Regions from separate parts of the Arabidopsis thaliana genome. Here region 2 is linked to region 1. The links are chromatin contacts, called in public capture Hi-C maps. All regions are on one chromosome and are shown on one strand. The core of a region is the stretch at or near the end of the contact, and the rest is flanking DNA. Distances in the headings are between cores, read along the strand shown.

Region 1 (3,570 bases), core at 1,054-3,553:
ATAGCTACTACCATATGAATTATACATGATTACTGAACCATTTATGCGTTGGTTTTTTGCATGCAGGTACGCCAAGGGTTGTTTGGCTTCTTCGAGTAAAATCACCTATGAAACGCAGAGGTTCATGGTATTTAGAGAGGAGGAGACTACGGAAGAAAGATTCATGTGTTACACTGATGACATTGGAGATTTGTGCATCTTTGTTTCAAAGAGCGAGGCTTTTTGCGTCCCGGCAAGCTCTTATCCTGGCCTTAAGCCAAACTCCATCTATTTTGTTGGCTTTGGCTTAGGTATATACGATCTTACCACCAGAAATGTCTCTATTTTTCGAGCTCCCAAAGGTGCACTGAATCAAATTGTGTCCCCTTACTGGTTTCCTCCAGCTTCTAGCTAGTGCTAGGATTGTATGGCTTTGTTTGCTTTGGTTTTACTCTTTCTCTCGACTTGCTAAGATCTAATCGATCGTTCTATGTTCCTTTTTGATTGTATTAGGAGTTTCTTATGATCAATTGAATAATTCTTCTATAAATATATTTTACATACACAATTCACTTCATTTGTTTTTTACATGAAACATTTATTTTAGCCACCAAACCATCTCTCTAATCATATTCATGGACATAAATAAAGGAAACACAACCTAAAATAGGATTCTGAAATATTGTAAGACACAAGTTACATCAGATTTATACTCCATGTGACACCAGCCAAATACCAAATGAAGTCTTCAATTTTCTCAGATTAGAAAAATATAATTATATGATCTTAGTAATCCAAACCTAAAAGAACAAACCACACAATAAGGACTAATGAAGCAACTAGAGCGCTAAGGAGAAAACGGAGGAAGCCAGTAGGGTAAATAGGGAATCCTTTTTGGTATGCCTTGGGGATATTCGTAGCAACCCATGGTTCTTTTCGTGAGATTAAGAATCGCAAACAAACGGCCATGTAAAGAGATGGAGTTAGGTTGGAGTCCAGGGCAAGAGCTAGCCTTGACGCAGAAATCCTCTCCCTTCGAAATGAAAATGCATAGATCTCCAATGTCATCTGTGTAACGCATGTTTTTCCTTCCATCTTTCGTCTCTTCCTCTCTGAACACCATTACAATCGGTGACTTGCACCAGTTACTGGTGTTTTCAGGCGAGTATTCACAAAACCTGCATATAGGTTACAAGTCAAATATATGAGTGTTTTAGTTTTTTTTTTTGTTTCAGCAAAATTCCTTAAATATTAAAATTAGGTTACCATTTGACAAGGAAACTTTCGCCGGAAGGTGACTCCACCCAATGATCCTCTCTGCCGTAGGAATCTAACTGCTTCCAGAGGGAACGTGGCATGTTGGGAAGGTTGTGCAAGACCAACTCATGGAACTTAGGCTTCTTGTCTTCCTTGAAGTTGAGATCCCAGGAGCATAAGTAGTTGCCTCCAGGAGCAAGCAAATAGAACCGTTGGTCTTTTTTAGAATACATGAGTTCTGAGACTTCCCACGACTCAAAAGGGGTTAGGATGTTAGTCCAACGAAGGTCATGACGAGGCCTGCAGAGGCTAAGCTGTCTACCCAAGAACTTGATGCCAACTACCCAATCTTCATGGTCGTCGTCTTGATCAGGAGGAGGAGAGGACATTGCCACGTTGCACACGACTTCGGTTTGGCCAGAGTACATTGGAGTAAAAAAAGGTAGATGAATCATCTTTGGTTTTGACTTGGAAGCATAGGGGTTCAAATAGTCGCTGATAAGTGCCGACCGATTTGTTCTATCGGAGAAAAGTCCCCATCCATGGGAAGCTCCCACCAACTGGGCGTCATAAAGCTCGTCGGGATATATTTTGTCCGCTGTGACTAACTTCATATCTGGTATGTTGAACAACAGGACTTGTCCGAGGTTGCCGTCCGGAGAGGGTTCCACAACGGTACAAATAGAAACACATGGGCCGGTCGTTGAGGATGAAAACGAACGAATGTTCCTACTGCTTTTGTGAATCTGCCAAGTTAAGCTACACAGAGATCAAGACCCAATCATAAGTAAATGAAGCATCTTCTCTAATTAAGCTTAGGAGCAATCTCTACCCTCCGAATCTTGTCTATCTAATCTAAAGTAGAAAAAGTAAACCATCTAATCTATAAAAAAAAATACAAGCAAAAGAAAGAACTTACGAGAGGAGAGAGCTTGGAGAGAAGCCGAGACATTATTGCAGAAGAAACCCAAAAATTAAGTTGATGTATTTTGGAGTCTCTCTACCCTTAGAGAAGAGAGAGAAATAGGTGTGGGTAGCAAGCTTTTTCTCTCCTGTTTTCCTTTTTTGGTGACATTTTCGTTTTTTTGGAATCTTGCTATATTTTTACCCATCATTATTCACAAACGATATAATAAGTTAATAACTATGTTGACTGAAAAATAAACAAGTAAACAATAAATTCTGACCCAACTATATTTATTTACACCTCTATCTTTATACTTTTAAAATTGATGAAAATGTTGTATGTAAATCTTTTTGGCCGAAATATTTTTAACAGTTGACATTTTTTATCTTCACATTTTTAACTTGCCATCTAATGATTATTCTTTTCCAACTACAAACTTATGTTCTTCCTTAGTTTTCTTTAACAATAATCAATACTATCAAATTAGTTATTCTCTATCACCACTTGCCCACTTCTTCCGTTTTCACGTACAAGTTTTCTGTATATGTCATAAATATGAATGATCAATACTATGAAATTCAAACTTTGTTATATCATTATGATGAACCAAGTGAAATGCAAACTTTGGTATATCGGGAATATGAATTTGCTTTTGGTTCGGTTTGGTTGTCAGTTTTCTTAATGAGTTGGTTTAGTAGACCTCAAATGGAAGTGAATTCGGTTACTTAGTTTAATCATCGGTTTAACTTGGTCAAATTATACGCACGGCAGCAGAATCAATTATACTATAATAGGCTTGCCAAAATGTCCCGCCATGAACCGGGAGATGTTGGTTCTATTTACACCGGCACGGTATCCTGCTAAAAAGTTCATATCTATATATATAGTGAAACCGAACAAACATAAAAATAAAAATAATATAAACCATAGAGATTAGAGGTAAAAGAGAGATAAACAAGCAGTCTTAAGCAAATTAAGGAACCATTACAACATAAGATAACTAAGAACCATTGCAACATCAATCCATAAGACTAGAGATCAAACAGAGATAAAAAAAAAAAAAAAAAAAGCGTCTAAAGCAAATTAGGGACCATTACAACATAAATAAATAGGACTACTAAACCATAGAGATAAATTAGAGAGATAAACAAACGATTGTTTAGTTGTCGTCGTTGTTGTCGTCGTTGTTGTCATCGTTGTTGTCGTCGTTGTTGTCGTCGTTGCTGTCGTCGTCGTTGTCGTCGTTGTTGTTGTCGTTGTTGTTAGGGTTTGGAAGTTGGTATTGCTTGACTCTGACATCGATGCCCATGTTATTGCCGTCTTCGTTGACCCCACTACAGGAATATGGAGCATTTGTAGCGCCCGAAAAACGCTATGTTATTATATCATAGCGTTATTAGAAGCGCTCTATCATCGTCCGTCATAAT
Region 2 (3,204 bases), core at 622-3,121, 300 kb before region 1:
CTTTATATGAACTTAGTTTTGTTTGTACGTAGTTGCCTAAATAAAACACTGAAAAACGTACAAAGACTACAAAGTATTACTAATTCCGTAATTACTCAAAAATTTAATATATGTGATCAGTGCAATTGATGATATAGTTAGACACCGAACAACCATCTGTCAAACTCAAAAGTCAATAATTTTATATAATTTCCTAGTTTCACCAGCCGGCTCATGATCCGCATGCAAATCTTGAAATATTCTTGATAGCACAATAAATTTATTAAATTCTTTGTATGGGGTTCTTATCTCCATATTCCATGTTTTATGTGTCCTTGTATTAAATATTGTTAACAAGAGTCGAGACATATTAAACATGTCATGTTCCACTATTACTAACTTATCGTAGATAATGCTTGCCACAAGATACCGAAATAAATATATCATGTTAGCACACTTCTTTGGTTTGGTAGTTGGATCGGGTCATTTCCGATTTAATCTGTCGATTTAAGTGCAACTAAAGAAAATATTCGATGTCGACCAATAGAACAAACATGGGCTATATAGATATATATAACATTTGGTTTTTATTTTATTTTGTTAAAGAAAACATTTGGTTGCTATTTTCACATGGATCATTATAAATTTTGGTTTTGGATGCTATTAATCTACAATCCTCGTATAGTTATTTATTTTCTTCTGTAACCTCAAACATATATCTAATGTGTGAACTGAAATAAAATAAGATATAACCCACTTAACAATACCAAGTTCACATGTTAGCTACGCCATAAAGTTTCAAAATACTAAGACTTCACGCTCGCATGCTCAAGCAGCAAGCACCCACACAAGTAGTAACATATATATCTATATTTTATTTACATTGTGCTAAAATATCTCTTCTAGATAAGTTTTAAAACGAGAATCATGAGAAAAAAATAATTTATAACAAAATTTGTTGATGATGTTAGGATGTAGATCAATGTTTTATAATAATGATGTTGTAAAAAAGGCGATAAGTGTACTTTCAATCTTGTTTATCATTAATATGGCCTTTATCAAAGTGTACACTACTAAAAAAGACACTGCAAAAACAATATAATGAGAACAAGAACATTTGGAAATTCAGTTCACTATACCTTCTTAATCTGAAGAATTTGAACCACTTTAATAGAACACTTGTGATATTACCTTGAAATTTATAAATCAAAGTTAATATACAGATTATTCTTTCTTTAATTTGTTAATGGACTATACAAGTCAAAGATTTACCAAGACATACATGGCTAATTGTAATTAACAATCTCGAGCACACAATCTACTTTTGTTATAAATTGCCGCATCTATTTATGAAGACACCATGAAGCAGTAAAACTAAAATACATCTACAACGACGGACATTTAAAGATGTTTTTACTTGATATAATAATCACCATGTTAATACGGAAATTACATGATATTGAGTTATAGATAAAAATCTAGTAGATACATCCTAATTATATATAGCATAATAAAGCTTTAAATTGAAATGTTGACAAGGAGATGCATGAATTTAAAGGCATAGGCCATAGCTTAGTTACCATTTTTGTAAACGACCGTCTTCGCAACCACTTCTTTTTCTCGTTGACCTGACAAAAGCTTCAAATTATAGTTATTGTGGATTGACTTTATTTTACATAGTGTAGGTTTTGTTTATCATCACAAATTATTTTAACAATCACCATCTCTAATCTTTTACGCCATTAATATTAATATTTTCATAATATATTTTAGCAGTCAGATTTATAAATTGTACCTATTTATTTTGTTTTAAACAGTAGGTTAATGATAATAATATTAACAATTTACAAAAAATTATGTATTAAAATAACATGATTATTTTTTTTTTGTCGTTTTTGTTACGCTGAAAAATTACATACCCAATTTAAATCTCACTTCCAAAAGACATAAAAGGATTGTTTTTTACTTTGTGAAAATTACATATTGACAGTCCTATTTTGATGGGCCTAAAAATGGCCCAATAGTAATTAGTTTGGGCAGCAGCATTTCACCTCTGCGACGGTCGGAGCTCATCTTCAATCATAACTTCATCTTCTTCAAGCAAATCAACTAAACTCTGATCAATCCAGAAGGAGCGAAAGAGAACTATAGATCGGATGACTAAATTCCCAACAAACCATAGTTTATCCAAAATTTTCCTTGGACTAAACCGGAATTTCCACCGGTTCAGAATTAAACCGGTACGGTACACCCAATTCAGCAACAACAAACAAAAATAAACCAGAATCTCCCGATCACCGCACTGGTTACATTCCCGGCGCCGGAAACCGCCTCTACTACCGCGTCGCAGCGAGTAAGCATGTCTTCTGTCTTCTTCCTCTTATACTTTTCATTAGCGTTGAAATTAAGGTTTGAATATACTCGAAATAAGATTGGATAAATCTTCTGCAATTCGAAGAAATTCAACGAGAGAGAGATTGCTGAAAAAAAACTAACCTAAAAAGCACGTCACAAGGCCGGCGAGATATCTTCAACAATGGTCTTCTTCTCTTTCGATAAACAACAAATAAAAAAATTCCAAAAGGAAGTAAGAATAGTCGTCTCTCTGACTTCTCTTTAAAATGATAAGTCAAAGTAAACAAATTGATGCCACGGTGCTTCCTCTTTAGCTTGTGAATGGTGTATAATAAAAACTCTTCCTTGCTCTGACTTTGTCTTTCCCATTTTACCAAGTCTTTCTTTTTGTCCCCACCATAGTTGCAATTCTTGATTTTCTCTCAGGTTTTGAATCTTTTGGGTCATTTGGTCTCTCTTCTGCTGTTTTCCTCTGAAGATTAGAGCTTTACCAGAGAGATAACTTGTTGGAGAAGACAAATGGGAGGTGTTTGTTCTTGTGTATTCAAAGATGATGATAAGAAGAAGAAGTTGAGATCAAACGATGATGATAAGTCAAGAGGGTTTTCTGGGAAACTTAAGTCTATGAGAAGAAGTAAAACCTCTGATTCTTATTATTCAGATAATTACGGAGGCTCAAGACGGAAAAGTTCTAAGCCTGATGAGGTTGTTTTCAACTTTTCTGGCGAGCTTGGTCCGATGCCTCCATTAAGGAACGATTCCACCAAGGTTTTTGTTTTCAAAGGCTTCTTTAGGATATGCAACTTCTCTAGCTAAAGATTTCATCTTTGTATTGATGAGAATTTGGTTCTTGTTTTTTTCTACAGTTTA

The links. Capture Hi-C pulls out chosen DNA fragments and counts their contacts.
Region 2: a capture Hi-C map of seedling shows a contact between it and region 1, with 2.0 times the contacts expected there.

The regions. Positions count from the first base shown.
Region 1 is chr1:10,604,892-10,608,461 of TAIR10.1, reverse strand. It overlaps AT1G30160 (hypothetical protein (DUF295)), which reads right to left and starts at 2,303. Exons shown (of 3, transcript NM_102756.5): 1 at 2,156-2,303; 2 at 1,246-1,995; 3 at 518-1,157. The coding sequence starts at 1,850. The coding sequence ends at 827. It overlaps AT1G30170 (hypothetical protein (DUF295)), which reads left to right. Exons shown (of 3, transcript NM_102757.3): 3 at 67-574. The coding sequence ends at 394. It also overlaps the pseudogene AT1G30150.
Region 2 is chr1:10,908,423-10,911,626 of TAIR10.1, reverse strand. AT1G30755 (elongation factor G, putative (DUF668)) reads left to right here and starts at 1,871. Exons shown (of 12, transcript NM_102812.3): 1 at 1,871-3,102; 2 at 3,201-3,204. The coding sequence starts at 2,854. It overlaps AT1G30757, which reads right to left and starts at 2,647. Exons shown (of 2, transcript NM_001332927.1): 1 at 2,476-2,647; 2 at 1,843-2,364. The coding sequence starts at 2,340. The coding sequence ends at 2,236.